Linked DNA regions of Mus musculus: all the other regions are linked to region 1. The links are chromatin contacts, called in public Hi-C, HiChIP or PLAC-seq and promoter capture Hi-C maps. All regions are on one chromosome and are shown on one strand. Each heading gives the region's core, a stretch centred on a gene start, on an enhancer-like site or on the middle of the called end of the contact. The rest is flanking DNA. Distances are from core to core; before and after follow the strand shown. Region 1 holds the start of Antxr1 (anthrax toxin receptor 1). Region 2 holds the start of Aak1 (AP2 associated kinase 1). Region 3 holds the start of Gp9 (glycoprotein 9 (platelet)). Region 4 holds the start of Aplf (aprataxin and PNKP like factor). Region 5 holds the start of Gfpt1 (glutamine fructose-6-phosphate transaminase 1).

Evidence for each region. Promoter capture Hi-C pulls out the DNA fragments that hold promoters and counts their contacts. A called contact is a pair of places that touch in the nucleus more often than the background predicts. HiChIP or PLAC-seq counts read pairs in DNA pulled down with a chosen protein or histone mark. Capture Hi-C pulls out chosen DNA fragments and counts their contacts.
Region 2: an H3K27ac HiChIP or PLAC-seq map of extraembryonic endoderm stem cells shows a contact between it and region 1, with 7 times the contacts expected there. The contact joins the promoter of Aak1 here to the promoter of Antxr1 in region 1. A contact is called at or near these places in 2 of 115 datasets of contacts at active chromatin or transcription factors (embryonic stem cells and extraembryonic endoderm stem cells).
Region 3: a contact with region 1 is called in a promoter capture Hi-C map of adipose tissue. The contact joins the promoter of Gp9 here to the promoter of Antxr1 in region 1. A contact is called at or near these places in 1 of 39 promoter capture datasets (pre-B cells), 1 of 115 datasets of contacts at active chromatin or transcription factors (pancreatic cancer cells) and 1 of 9 other capture datasets (adipose tissue).
Region 4: a contact with region 1 is called in a Hi-C map of cortical neurons, with 2.5 times the contacts expected there. The contact joins the promoter of Aplf here to the promoter of Antxr1 in region 1. A contact is called at or near these places in 9 of 39 promoter capture datasets (the 3T3-L1 cell line, 3T3-L1-derived adipocytes, the C10 cell line and 4 more), 1 of 15 datasets of contacts at CTCF or cohesin (large pre-B cells), 2 of 484 Hi-C or Micro-C datasets (the HPC-7 cell line and cortical neurons) and 1 of 9 other capture datasets (liver).
Region 5: a promoter capture Hi-C map of embryonic stem cells shows a contact between it and region 1, with 16 read pairs. The contact joins the promoter of Gfpt1 here to the promoter of Antxr1 in region 1. A contact is called at or near these places in 19 of 39 promoter capture datasets (the 3T3-L1 cell line, 3T3-L1-derived adipocytes, the C10 cell line and 11 more), 5 of 484 Hi-C or Micro-C datasets (bone marrow-derived macrophages, embryonic stem cells, forebrain and 2 more), 16 of 115 datasets of contacts at active chromatin or transcription factors (the NIH/3T3 cell line, T-cell acute lymphoblastic leukemia, astrocytes and 10 more) and 2 of 9 other capture datasets (adipose tissue and pancreatic islet).

What each region holds. Positions count from the first base shown.
Region 1 is chr6:87,334,387-87,337,262 of GRCm38.p6, reverse strand. It overlaps Antxr1 (anthrax toxin receptor 1), which reads left to right and starts at 1,488. Exons shown (of 18, transcript NM_054041.2): 1 at 1,488-1,966. The coding sequence starts at 1,821.
Region 2 is chr6:86,848,111-86,850,986 of GRCm38.p6, reverse strand. It overlaps Aak1 (AP2 associated kinase 1), which reads right to left and starts at 1,482. Exons shown (of 16, transcript NM_001378654.1): 1 at 772-1,482. The coding sequence starts at 934. 2610306M01Rik (RIKEN cDNA 2610306M01 gene) reads left to right here and starts at 1,547. Exons shown (of 1, transcript NR_028298.1): 1 at 1,547-2,580.
Region 3 is chr6:87,776,556-87,779,431 of GRCm38.p6, reverse strand. It overlaps Gp9 (glycoprotein 9 (platelet)), which reads right to left and starts at 1,362. Exons shown (of 2, transcript NM_018762.2): 1 at 1,256-1,362; 2 at 1-439. The coding sequence starts at 427.
Region 4 is chr6:87,670,685-87,673,560 of GRCm38.p6, reverse strand. Aplf (aprataxin and PNKP like factor) reads left to right here and starts at 1,400. Exons shown (of 10, transcript NM_001372332.1): 1 at 1,400-1,701. The coding sequence starts at 1,606. It also overlaps E230015B07Rik.
Region 5 is chr6:87,041,469-87,044,344 of GRCm38.p6, reverse strand. Gfpt1 (glutamine fructose-6-phosphate transaminase 1) reads right to left here and starts at 1,499. Exons shown (of 19, transcript NM_013528.3): 1 at 1,340-1,499. The coding sequence starts at 1,346.

The DNA.
Region 1 (2,876 bases), core at 239-2,738:
ACTTCTCTGTAAACATTTTGAATGAAATTGCCCATTCTGGAACCTAAGCCTCTACCTGTTCTATGCAATGGTGGGTTTTGGCCTTAGGGAGCTCTATCAGCGACCTTTTGCTCTCTCCCAGGCAGACCTTCTAGACCACCCCCAATCCCACCCCATAATATTCTCAAGGCATTTCTCTGCCACCCAAACTCTTAAAGAGCTCAGAGGACACCCAGGACATGAGAATGAGATGTTCTGAACTGCTAGCTTCTCCTGTCCCTTGCTTCCCTGTAGGGACATGTAAACCCTATCCTCCAGGCTCAGATCACTTCCTTTATTACACTGTCCCCAAGTTCCTCCTTGTCCTGGACCAGTGCCCCTCACCCCCTAGTTTTCCAGCCTTCATTGGTCCAGCTGGCTTCTGTAGAGATCCCCTCCTCTTTCTTATCACAGAGCTTAGTGGGGCCAAGATGGGTTTTCCTTGTTTGAGGCAGTAAAAAAATTATAGAAAAAGCAACTGTAGTCAGTTTGAGTATTTTTACTTCTCCTAATTATTTTTTTTTTCCTGCAAACAGCAACTTCAAAAATGTGGGTGCTAGTAGGTGTTACCTGAAGACAATTTTATGAACAAGCATGCCTGGAAAACTGTTAAATCAACTTTCTTCCTACAGAAATTCTCCAGTGTTTAAATTAATAACAGGCATGTATTAGTTACCTGTGATTGAGTAACAAACCACCCCCAAGCCAGCAGCTCAGAGCACAGGCAAACACTGCTGCCTGCTTTCCAAGGTTGGGAGTCAGAGGAGGGCCAGGTCAGGTGCCTGCTTGGGTGTCAGAGGCTGCAGTCACCTGAAGGCTTAGCAGGCACTGGAGAATTAGCAGTGAACAGTTAATCCTCAAACAAGTCACCAGGGTTGGTGTTACCACAAGACTCCCTAAAACGTGGAGATGCGGACAATCTAGATGCCTTGGCTGTTCCAAACCTCAACAACTACATTCGGTGGCATTGTCTGTGCAGATTTTAACCAGAGCCCTTTGTGATCTGCAGTAAAACTATGTAAGATCAAGCCTTGTGCTTCATTTGCACAAAGGCTCCTGTTTGCAAAGTCCTGGCCTGGAGTTGGAGTCACCCTGCTCGAAGGAAATGAGTTTTCATCAAATGTTTACAGGGACTGTATCCGCAGATACAGAAGAGCAAAACAGAAAGAAGGCATGGGGGTTGGGGGATGGTTAGAGAGGATGAAGACCTGGCCGTGGAAAAGTTAAGAAAGGAGACGAAAAGGAAGGATTAATTAAAGGCGTGCACCTCACCTGAAAACTCTTAAGATTTATCCCCTGCCAAAAGTCCCCACCCAATTCCGCCCCAGCCAAGGTCTAGGGGACCCCAACATTTTCGCCGCCCTTGGCCACAAGATGGCACTCTTTAGACTTTTTCCAAAAAAAAAAAAAAAAAAAAAAAAAAAAAAAAGAAGGGAGGGAGGGAGCAAAGACACCGCACTGCCCCAACCAAGAACAATTTGAAAACCCACCCCATCATACTTAAAATCTAGGACAAAGAGCCATCGGGACGGAACTGCTTCGACTGCAAAGCTTCAAGCGCAGCCTGGGAGCGGCCTGGTGGCCCTATCCCGGCAGCTCCACACAGCAGAACGCCCTGGGTCCCTGAAACTCGAAACCCGGGCTCAGAACCAGCGGAAACCAAAGCGAAATCCTTGAACTTCTCTGAACAATTGCTTCCGGGCGTTTGCTGAGAGCCGGGGGACCTGACCGGAGCCCAGGCCGCGTATGGCGCGCCCCTGATGTCACACGGACGCCAGCGAGGCCAGCGCTCCGGCTGCAGCATGGACCGCGCGGGGCGCCTGGGTGCGGGCCTGCGGGGACTCTGCGTGGCTGCACTCGTGCTCGTGTGCGCCGGACACGGGGGCCGCCGCGAGGATGGGGGACCAGCTTGCTACGGAGGATTCGACCTCTACTTCATCCTGGACAAGTAAGTGCCTGGAGGATGCTGCTCTGGGGCGGGCGGTCCCTAGGGCGCACCACAGCTGGCCGCCGGTCCTCAACTGCGGGGCGTCTGAAATGCTTAGCCTGCTTTCTTTGCTGTCTCTGGCCCGGAGCTTGCGAGTCCAGGGAGGATGCAGTTGGCTCTATTTGTCTTATTGCTTTCCAATCTTGGGAGAAGGAATTGCAACCAGAAGTAGAATTTGCAGACACTTCCAAAGTTGGAGACGTGGGTATTCTTCAAAATTAGCCACCTCTTTTTACAAAATGTAAAAATGCAGTCTTTGTTCTCCATGGCATGATGCCTGTTGACCCGGGGCACTTGTGGAAGTCCAAGGCACGGATTCTCCACCTCTGGGGTTCCAACTAGTTTTTGTGCAGACTTCACCATCCGCTTAAGGGCTCTAAGCACCATTTCTGCCCCCTACCCTATAGACAGAAGCCAGCCACAAGGCCACTCTTCCGCCTGATTGGTGTTAACTAAAAATGCTTTCAAATGCTGGCAAATGTCTCCAGCACCCCTTGCCTTCAGAACTGAGGTGTAGATCAATTTGGGCTGATGGTTTTTGACTGATGGGCTGCCAGGGAAACCAGCAAGATTACTCCTTACTAAAAGGAACTTTGCTTAAGGAAGAACTGAGTTAAGTCCAGTTCGACACTTTCCAGATCCCCACAGGGTTTGCCAAAGCCACAGTTACTCAAGTAAGCTTCATGCGCTCTGCTGAAAAGCGGCTACAACAATAAAAAGTGCCTCAAGATCCGGGCTCCTTAGATCTGTGCCAGTGCCAGGAGAGGCGCTTGCAGCTACAGTGGTAGGGAGGTGAATTTCACAGACTGGAAAGTATTTGGGACTTGGAACAAGAGTCCTGAAAAATAAGCTGGCCGCTGGACACCAAATG
Region 2 (2,876 bases), core at 233-2,732, 490 kb after region 1:
GGTTACCCAAGAAACACTCAAGATTTTCCCTAAAGCCTGGGGCAGAAAAATATGTATCTGCAGGAGCACAGATAGACCAACGAGCACACACCGAGAGAAACCACACAGCATCCTCTCCAACTGAGAGAACACTAAACCAGAGCCAATCCTAAGTCATTCTTAATAGAAACTAAAAGGAGAAAAGAGGCCTAGGCGTCTGAGTTCAAAACCATCTCATTCGCTTATGATTTTATCTTAGCCACATCCTGGGGACCTCACTGCAGTTGGGTAAAGAAACAAACCTAACCAAAACACCAAAAAATGCATTCCTGTCCCCAGAGAAATCCTCTTTGGCTACCTACTTAAAGAAATAGGAAAGTTAGGTGGGAGAAGCCCCCCTCTCCTTTAAGATCTCTCCCCATCCCCACCCTTCAGCCTCCGCATCAGAATTTAAAGTTTCAGGGAAATGGCAAGACCACCACCCTGCATTTCACTTATACTTCACACATAGGATCCGAATAATTCGGTCAAAGGAAGAGATTTCTCCACGCGCTCCCCCCACCCACCCAAATGAAAGGCCACTGAGGTAAACTATTTGGGCAATACTGCCCCCCCAAGCCCTGTCAATTCCCAGTCTGAGTTTTAATTCTCTCAAGGACAATGACTCGCAAGGAAAGTGCAGAGGGGGAAGGGAGGGTCAGTTGGTCAAAACCCATTCATACAACTAGAAACCAGAGTCTTGCCACATCAGCACACGAGATTAATTCACCGCGCACTGGCTTCCCAACATACCTTCCGCCAACACCTCGTCCACGGTGACCTGCTGCCTCCCGATGCCGAAGACCCTTCCGATGTAACCACTGCCCAGGCCTGAGCTGCTGCCCCCTCCTCCGCTGGAGCCTGAACCCAGGCCAGAGCTCCCCTGCTCCCGCCTGGAGTCGAAAAACTTCTTCATCTTTCCAATATGAAATGCCAAGGCAAAATGCCGATGGTTTCTAGGTTCGTATTTGTTGTAAAGAAAAGAGATCTAAGGATTTCTTCTCCGGTTTCAGCCCTGAGCAGAGCCCCGGGAATCCGGCCGTGGGGTGGGGGCTGAGGGACGGCGCCTGCAGGAATAGACTGTCAATCGCGCGGCGGGTCCCCTCCTCCTCGGGGAGCGATCGTTTAAGTTTAAACCTGCGATGACAGAGGCAGAGAGAGGATGAATCAGTAACACACTCCAGAGCCTAACTGCCGGGTCCTAGGGAAAGCACAGGCCGTCATCCAGAGGAAACGCTGCGTGCATTTTCTTCGGGAAAGCCCTGGAAACGCACCGGACCCCTGCCCGGACCCCCGCCCCGGGCCCCGGACACCCACTAGCGGCCGCTCGGCGGCGAGCCCAGCTACCAGCCCCGCGACATGGCCACGGCCGCCGGCCTGCGACACGAAGGAGGCGGCGCTGCCGCAGAGCCGGGGCCGCTTCGGCGCCCGCCCGCCCGCCAGCTGATCCCCGAGCGCCGCGCTGAGGCCGCCCCTCCCCCGCGCGCGCGCCCGTCGGCTCCGACCACCCACCCGGAAGTGACCTGCCACCGGAAGTGCTTCTCAGGGCCGCACAGCCCCTTCTCAGGGGCCGTCTCAGGTGCACCAGCTATAGCTACAGAGCGAAAGAAACCGATGGCAAGAAGGGAACCAGAGCAGTGGAACTCGGGACAGAGACACTTGGAAGAGAGCGTTGCCGTAGTCCTGCCGCTGAGCACCCTGGGAAGAGTAGTTCGGGGTAATCTGGCATCTGGACTACAATTCCCAAGATGCCCCGGGAGCGAGCGCACCTTCGGACGCCGTCTCCAGGGACTGGAGATGATAGTGGAGTGGTGCAGAAGTGAGGCTTCGGGTATTTAAGTACATCTGCTAAAGTCACCAGAGACTAGTTTTCCAGCTGCACGTCCCACTCTCTGTAGCCATTTTATCTATGGCTTGGCCTCATGGACAGAGGCACTCTGGGAATTGTGGTTTCACAGGAGTCCGGACTGACACCTGAAGGACGCGGTTTAGCTGCCTCGCCCCAGTTGGGTTTGGGAGTTCCCCGACGTCATGGGAGCGGAGGTACTGAAGGCTTGGGGGCTGGGGAGAAGTGGGTATGATGCCAGCAGGGAGCCGAGCGGAATCTCGGTGCTGAAGGAAACAAAGCAGGTGTCTTCCGGTCCCCGACCACGATGAGAACTGAGAAGCCTGAGGGTCGAAGAAGGAACTGCGGGAGATCCAGTACACGGAGCATCTAGGGACCAGGCTACATCCATCCTTGGGCTCCACCCCAAACCATGGCCCTCTGCCGACCCAGATTTGCCTGGTCCTTACCAGATATATTCACGCCTTTAAAGGGAACTTTAGACACACCTACTGCTTTCTCTTCAGAATCTTTCGCAAGAAGATGCTGTGTTTACTAAGGATCGCTTGGGTGCGGATAGAGTACAGGGCTGTGTGATTGGCACCTGTCAAATGCTAAGGATTTGGAAAGGAATTGAGATCTCTCCTCCTAGATTGCTTCACAGAAGATGTTGTTGTCGTGCCAAATCCCTGCCTCCCCTGCCCTCTCCCCCAAGAAATACATGGTTTTTTCTCTTTTTTGAGTATAGGTTATTTTTCCACCAGCTCCCCACACTTCTTAAAGATGCAACTACCCTCTTGCAGTTCATCCCAGAATTTCTACTTCAGGCACTTGAGGAAGATCTAGAAGGGGGCCCCCAGGAAATAAAAAAAGATGGGTCTTGCTGGGCAGTGGTGGCTCACGTCTTTAATCCCAGCACTTGGGAGGCAGAAGCAGGCAGATTTCTGATTTCGAGGACAACCTGGGTTACAGAATGAGTTCCAGGGCAGCCAGGGCTATGCAGAGAAACCCTGTCTTGAAAAATAGAACAAAA
Region 3 (2,876 bases), core at 113-2,612, 440 kb before region 1:
AGGATGGTGGCAGCTTCCAGCCACAGCTGCCCAGCTCATAACCTGTCAGCTGGCCCAGCGGGCGCCTGGTGGCCAAGTCAGGGCTGGCACAGTACACATGCATTAGGGCCTCGGGCATGTGGTCCTCCAGCCAGAGGCGCAGGTAGGTGAGGCTGCAGTCACAGTGCCAGGGGTTGTGTGTCACATCCAGGTCCCACAGCTGAGGCAAGTGGTCGAAGGCACCTGGTGGCACTGAACGCAGGCTATTGTTGGCCAGCAGGAGCTGGCGAGTGTGCGCTGGTATCACGGGCAGGGCTGTGAGGCCTTGCCCCTCACAGTTCACCTTTAACCCCATGGTTTCCAAGGACTGGCAGGTACAGGGCCTGGGGCAAGCCTGAGTATCTGTGGTCGCAGGCCAGAGCAGAAACAGGAGGCCCCAGGTAGTCATCCAGGAGGCAGGCTGTGGGCAGAGCAATGAGATTAACGCTTGTCAGCCTGTGCCAGGATACCTATGCTGGACAGGGTCTACACTTTTTCTCCAGGCCTCAGCAGCGTGTTGGGTACAGCCCAGGAAGAGTGGTAGAGAGGAGCAGGGCCTTCTTGGTCTCTGGCAGAGATCCAAGCCTCTGCTCAGATAGGGAAACAGGGGACTGCTAAGGGACTCCAGTCTTCGTCCCTGGCCACAGAGAACAGGAAATGTCTTTCTGGGCTGTACCCAGTCCTTTGCCTGGGCTGGGAGTCAGGCCAGGGAATGCGTTCAGCACCGTGTCCACTCTCCCATGATGCCTGATTCAAAAAAACCTTTAGGGCTCGCAGGGCAGCAGCACTGATGGGGAACTCATAGACCTGTCTTGAAAGCCACTTGTCTAGGCTAAGGCCCAGAACTGGGAATGGGAAGCTTAGAGAGGGAAAATACTTGCCTAGGCTCACCCAGAAGTCCATGGCAAAGTCCAGAGTCAGGAAAGTGTCTCATGGCCATGTGGGTCTGCCTGGCTTGCAGCCCTTTCTCCTGGCTTAGGGCTAAGGGCCGTTTCCTTTGTCTGCTCTCCTACCAGGACCCACCTCAGAGCAGGCTTCTGGGGGTGTTCACTGAATGACTTCTGAATCTTCATTCAGCCAAGTTGCTGGTTAACAACTTAGAGCAAATGATCCCCCACTTTCTGTCTTTTAGCAGAGATCGTCCAGGGAGAGACAGACGTGTCCCCTCTCTTTCTGCCAGCTCAGCTGGAGTGGACACCAGGCAGGAGGTCATGCTGAAAATAAGGAGACTGCTTACCTGTGAGGCCTTGGCTGGGGCACACCTTTTGTGGGCTGGTACCATCCTGTTCAAGGCTGCGGTGGTGGTGGTGTGTGTGAGCTGTGTGAGCTGGCAGTGTGGCTGCTGCCTGACAGGAGGAAGGAAATGGTGAAAATAGCCTGGCTTATCCCCTAAAGACAGCCCCGAGGGCCTGTCAGGGCCAGGAGGCACCCAGAGTCCTAGGGCCTTGGACATAGAACTGTAGACCAACCCCACCTTAAGGGAGGGGTACCTCTGTACCTCAAGCAGCCTGTGGTCTTGTGTGATGGGTCTGTGGGCCAATCAAGGTGTCCCTTGCCTGGTGCTAGTAGTTGGGGAGGACTTCCCGGAGGAGGAGGAGGAGGAGAGTGATGGCTGGCTGTGAGTTTTCCTTTGTAGATTCAGGCGATGGTCCTGATGCTTTTACCTCCCCAGGTGTGGTGTGAATGTCTATTTATAGTCCTCCCTCTCTCTAAAGATGCTGAGGGAGGCTCCTTTCTCTCCATGGTGCCTTTTGCACCTGTTGGGCCCCTCTCTTTCCTGTTTCTCACGGAGTTGCAGGTTTGCAGGGCTGAGCCTCTCGGAGACAGGAGACTAATTTATCTCATGTTACTTTTATAGCCTCTTCCACTTGAGCATGATGTCTGTTTTCACTCCCATTTCAGTTTAATGAATGGTTTTGGTATTACAAGCTATTAATCAAAATCGGACCTAATGGTGAAATAGAATCATTATGCAATTAAAATTCAAATCTGCATTTTTTTAAACAAATCATAAAACCCCCACAGTTGTGAATATTAACCAAATCAATGGATTTTTAGCAGATGACAGAGTTCATGGGCACAGAACGGGGGCCACTGGTGAAGCCTGGGCTGAAGTAACATGTCCAGGAGCTGGGGCTCCTGGGACTGTGGGAGGAAAGATGGACCACTGGGGAGAGTGAGAGACCCCTGATCAACCCTGTGGTCACGGCTGGTGTTGGCCAAGATCAACAGACACAATAAAAGTATCCTGGCTCCTTGATCTGGAGAGATTCAGGCGGGTGTAGAGTTGGAGAGGGAAACTGAGGCAGGGAGCAGCAGTGCCACCATCTAAGGCACAGGGACAGAGGCTGATATTGTGTCAGTAGGACAGAGGCCACCAACATGGTCTGCTGCTGGATCCCTGTGCACTCTTCATGGAGAAGTCATATGGGCCCAGGTCAGGGCAGAGGTGGACAGCACCTCCTCCTTCTCTTACACAGTCCTCTCCCACTTTCGCAGGCCAGCTGCTGCCCTCCCCTGTAGACAGACAGGCCTTTGGACCAGGCTGGTGGCAGGACCTATTGAAGCCCCATGCTCTCTTTGCAGCATCTGTCCACTTCTGCTCTCAGAATAGGGGCTGCATATATACAGAACTCTCACTGGGTGAGCTCTGGTTCCCCAGGGCTGGCTGGGTCCCCTCTGGCCCCTGAGTCCTACCTGCCTGGAACCTACCTTCATACTCTTGTGAGGACTCTGCCCCTGATTGGCCTCAGCCTCTGTGAGTGTTTCTTCCCTTTATGGTAGAGCCTTGGGCATCAGGAATCTTCACGGATCTGCCCATCTTCAGGGTAGCTGGTTTTTCCTCAAGGTGGGGCCAG
Region 4 (2,876 bases), core at 151-2,650, 340 kb before region 1:
CAAGTTAATTTTGGTTTTCTGGTTCTGTATAGATTTCATTGGAGTTTTGATTAGGAAGAGGGACAAAGAGCTCCAAGGTCCCCAAGTTCATCTTCAGCCTCCTAAAGTAAGGCTAAGGTTTAAGTAGGGGGCCAGCATTTGAATATCTGAGCCATCTCCAGTTGCAAGGTGTGGCCCTGCCCATTACTGCTGAGGTTCTAGTGCTTCAGCAAGGCATTCTGACAAATTGACGGGACTGTGAAATCTCTCCGGGGGAAAGTCTCTCGTCTTGATGGGTCTGCCTTTTGACTTTTTAATCCAGCATGAGATTACTAAGGAAAATTCCAGTCTCTTAAGGCCCACTGTTCTGAGAGCCAAAATGAGGGTCACAGTGACTCTTTAGAATAACTCCATTTCCCCTAGGCTTGTGACAAGGTGGCCTCTTGGGGAAGAGAAGACCTTGTGCCTCCTGGAGGCATTAGGGGATAAGACTCCAACTCCATGACCTTCTGCAGAGTCCTGTAGTACAGGCTTTAATATGGAAGAGAAAGCCCTCCAGACACAGGCCTAGCTGAGGCTGTCCTCAGCCACAAGAAAGGAAAAGATCTTAAGAGAGCAGTGCCAAACTCTGGGCCAGGCTTCCTCCAAAGAGAAAGTTCCCTCTAGCTGGGAGCCCTGAGCTTAGCAACTGGCTTCTCCATAGAAAAGACCACCTTTCCCCTCCATCCCGTCCCTGTAGGTTTGCCCCCCACCCTCGGACCCTAGGTTTGCTTCCCCCAGTCCAGGCCTCCACCAAAGAGAAAGACAGGCCTGCTACAGATCCCAGCCAGAGAATATGCCTCTTTTATAGAGAAGGAAGATTCTCCGGCCCCGTGGGCCAAGTGTCTGAGCCAGGCCTTTGAAAATAGAAGCTCCACTGGCTGCAGATCCATCCCCAAATGAGTATGGGGCGCCTGCACAGGAAAGTTAATGACCCTCTTGAGGCTGAACCCTAAAAATCTAAGTCCAGACATACTTCTTGGAGTAGGGAAGACAGTCCTGCCACGGAGGCCTTATTCTAGCCGAAGCTGTCTCCTTATGGAAGAGAAGGGGAAGAAGCAGATACACACATCATACTCCATTGGGAAAAGAACATCCCCCTGTTGAAGTCACAGGGCCACGGGCCAGCACTGTGGTTCATTTAAAAACTCAGGCCAACCCTCTCCTAAGGCCTTGACGTCAGCACTACTCTAGCCCCACCCCTGCCCAAGCACGAATCAACCTAGGCGCAGAGATGCGCGTATTGCCTTCTGGGATTGGTAGTTTTTCCATGCAGTCTGTACTCCGGAAAGGAGCCGAAGGGAGGTGTCAGGAACTACAAGACCCAGCGTTCCATGAGTCCTGTGAGAGGAAGTGCTGGAAGATTGTGGGTGTGCGTTCCAGTTTTTAAGCTGTAGTTTGGCGGTCTGTTGACAGGTATTCCCTGCACGAATCACAGGCTCTCAAGGAGTGGGGATTCCGGAAAGGGAAGAAGCACACTCACCAGGAAAGGAGCCTCGGGTTTCACACCCCTTCGGGCCATGCCCAGCGTGCCTGAGGGAGGTGGCTACGAGGTATCTCCTGGCGAAGGAACCTTCTCTTACCGCCATGCCTTCGGACTTCTTTCTGCAGCCTCTGGACGGCGGTCCCCGCGTGCCCGTGGGGCCGGGGCAGACTGTGATAGGCCGCGGGCCGCTGCTGGGAGTAAGTGTGGGAGGTAGTGTGGGCGTGGGCAGCCAGAGCTTGCTCAGCCGAGGCTGTCTCTTGTCTCCTGAGCTTGGGAACTCCGCGTCTTGGCTCTGCTTGTCAAGATTTTATAGGTTTGGGGCAGTAGGTTTTCAAACAACGTTAGTCAAGTCCCAGACATTTCTTTTTGGTGCCTGTATGGTTCGAGTATGGACCGAGTTAACATCATTAGCCTATCCAGCTGGCAAACGAGGGCCAAATCCAAGTTGAGCTAAGTTCGGGTTGTAAGATGTAAAATGTAAACAGACCAACTAAACAAAACCGCTGCTAGTATTTAAAGACGTATAGTACTCTAAAGGTTAATGTGTTGCATGTTGACCTACAAAGCTTACAATATTTACGGTACTGTATGAGCCATAACAGGGAAGGTTAATCACCTCCCTTAAGCTAACTTCTTTTATCTCCTTGCCTTCTCTGCTGGGCTGGTGGGCCTTACCAATAATAGCAGTATCCCTTTTGGTAGTATCAGTAGCTGTCTTTAAGTTGTCTGGGTAGTGAACCAGTCATTGTTCTAAAGAGATGACTTTAATTTACTACTTCCAAAACTTTTTGAGTTAGGTGCTTTTTATTAGCCTTGTTCAAATGAGAAAGTTGGAGTATAAACTGGTCATTTAAAGGTGATACATGTACAAATGGCCACTATGCTATATATTCTTTACCCTCTTTGGGAGGAGTAGGAACCAAACCGTTTGCAGTTTGCACTATGAAATTATATTTGGTGGTATTAAACCATTTAGCATTGCCACAAGACCTATCATTTACAAAGGCCACTCTAGAGAACCTGGCGGTCGAGTTGAAATATCACAAGGGAGAGATGGGCTAGCCATTAAGAGCCTGGAATTTATTACAGAGGACTGGCTTCCCAGCACTTATGTCAGGCAATTCACAAATGCTTGTAATTCTGCCTCTCTGGGCAATGTACACACATGCATATCCTAACATACAGGTATACATATATAGTAAAAAATAAAATTTTAAAAATTCACAAAAAATTGTTTTTAAAAATCTCTGCCATTATTTTCCACCTGAGTGGTATTTTCTGTGTTCTTACTGCCCTGTTTCTTGGTTTCTTTTCTCTTTGTTTTTCCCCATTATCATAAGAGTTTTGTGCTCCAACATAGATTGTTGGATTG
Region 5 (2,876 bases), core at 250-2,749, 290 kb after region 1:
TCTAGTGGTCATTGTCGGTTTTAAAAGGAAAGGTAAAAATATAACTTTTTAAATACTACTAATGGCTCATTCCCATTTTACAATATTATTAGTGGTATCATATATAATTCTCATGGTATCTTTTAGTAACACTTTTTGATAATGGGGGGCGGGGGTGAGGGGTAAGACAGAGTTTCTCTGTGTAACTGTGCTCCAGCTGTCTTGGAACCAGGTTGTACTCAAAATCACTGATTTCCACCTGCCTCTGTCTCCTGAGGGCTAGGATTAAAGGCGTTGTACCACCACCGCCCAGCTAAATAAGAAGCCTTAAAATATGGAATAAAAGAGCCTGTTTTTTTTAATGGTTGTAGTAAAGACATATGTTAAACAGGTGTACATGCATGATGTGGGATCTTTAGCCAGGACTACTACTCTCTCTTCCAACAAGATCAGCTCTGAGCCCATTTCATCAAGTTATTGATTTAGTAATGGTTCCTGTTGAGAGACTTAAGAGTGGCAGAAGTCATGTGGGGTATCACTGTCAGTGCGTTGGCTTGAGTTCTCGCAGGCCTGCCTAAAATAAAGTGACTAGAATTAAGTATTTTTAAGACTGCAAGATAAGTAAATTCAAGAAATGCTACCAGCCAGGAGTGGTCATTCATACTTATAATCACAACACTTGGAAGGCTGAGACAGGGCAATGTGAATTACAGGCCAACCTGGGCTACCAAGTGGGACCCAGTTACAAAGAGACAGAAAAAGGGGATTTGGGGGGTGTGGCTAAGGGAAAGAGTACTCACTCACTTGACAAGCTGCCTTTATGAGTTTAACCCCCAGTACCACACAGCATGTTCACAGGTCGCCTCACTCACCTGGTGGACCTTCCCCTAGGCATCCCTCCATACTTGGTCTCACTTTGAGCCTCACAGCTCTTCTAAGGTAGGTATTCATCTATCCTCTGAGCTCTATGCAAAGGTGCCCCTTGAACGCTCTGATACCCTCCCTGGCCCACCCCACCCCCAATCCTCTAGCCCCTTTAAGTAGCCTCTGACTCCTAGGGCCCCCACAATCTCCTCTGCCGGTCCCTCTTAAGCACACTAGCTCCGGCCGCCCCTTCAACACCGGAATCCCCATCTTAGAGTCCCTGCCTCACGGACAGCAGCCTTTCTCCCCAGAGACCCTTCTCCTTCCAGATCCCGGCTCCCCTCAGGACCCTCAATCTCCTCGGGATGCCCGCTCCACAAGCCCCCCTTCTCTTCAGGACCCCAGCCCCAAGGCCGCTCTGTTGACACGCGCTGTCCACCTCTGGCTTCACTGCGCGGGCCCTGCGGCCACCACACACCCCCATCGCTGCCCTTACCGCACATGATGTTGGTCACGGGCGAGGGCTGAGCTGTCGGGCGCGCGGAGAGCTTCAGAAGCGAGGGTGAGCTCGGGCCGGGGTGGTGGCAATGAGAGGACTCTGGGATGCGACAGCTCAGACCCGACAGTCCGACTCAGCGCTCGCTTCGCTCTCAACTGCCGCCCCGCCCCCCCCGGCCACGCGCGCCGCCGCGGCTCTCCCATTGGGCCGCGCCCGCGCCGCTCACGCGCAGGCATCGCCCGCCCAGCGCGCAGACGCAGAGCTGCGGGTAGCGACGTGGCAGGGGCTCGACCAGCATCCGCTTTAGGTTCCTGGAGCCGCCCGCTGAGGGCGAGCCGAGCCTCGGAGGAGGAGGAGGAAGGGAATGTTTACACAGCAGTTTGTGTGTTTCAAGGGGAACGGGAAGGAGGGAGACAGAGAGAAAAGCTGTAGGGCAGGAGGGAGAGCCTGGGACAGACGTGTCAGTGTGCAGAGCCACGGTGGCCGGAACTGCGCTGCTGGCGCAGAGGTGCGGGAGCCTGCAGGACGCCCTCGGGCAGCCATTCCGGTGACGACCTGAGCTGTAGGCAAGGTGCTCAGCGCCCCACTCCCTGCCTTCCTCACTGTTCTCTGCCTAAGGTACCACTAGTCAGTAGTCCCAGCACTGCGCCTGCGCTCAGGGAAGCTGTGGGCACGTTGTACTCGGGATCGCTCTTGTCGCGAATGAACTCTCCGTTGAGAAAAGAGGAGTTAGCGGGGCGTTCCCTTTCAGAAGGTTTAAATAATACCTTGGAGCAAAAGTAGCTGGTTATCAGCCCGCACTTGATAGCTCTAACGGAAATGAATGAGTAGGGCCCACAGAAGCACTCTCAGCCAGAATCCCCTTCCTACTGCTCCAGCATTCAAAACTGCACGCCAGGGTTATTCTACAGAGTCCCACATCACATCCTTGCCACTTTTAAGTGTGACATCTTTAGGTCTCCCCAAGATGGTTTTAACATCTCATCCTTTGATCTGTCTCATACAATAACAGACTTCTTTGGTTTTTTGTTTTTTGTTTTGTTTTTTGTTTGTTTGTTTGTTTTGAGACAGGGTTTCTCTGTGTAGCCCTGGCTGTCCTGGAACTCACTCTGTAGACCAGGCTGGCCTCGAACTCAGAAATCCGCCTGCCTCTGCCTCCCGAGTGCTGGGATTAAAGGCGTGCGCCACCACGCCCGGCTATAACAGACTTCTGTATTAAAGGTGGTTTTTTTCCTCTCCCCACTAAACTGTTAAGTTCCTTTATGATAGAGTGAGATTTTTTTGTTTGTTTGTTTGGTTGGCTTTTTTTTTTTTTAATAACCAACACTTGCCTAGTCATAGACCAGAGCAATACGTGGCAAATTAAAACTGTTCTGGTGGCTGGAAAGAGTGATAAAAGCCTTATAGGCTTGTCCTAAGCTCTTTGTATGTGCAAGGAAGCAAAGGCTTTTCAGTTTTTTTATCGCCTATCTCAAATAGAGGCTAGAAAAAGTAATCAAGGAAGTATTTCTCATCTAAAAGGCTCTTCATTATT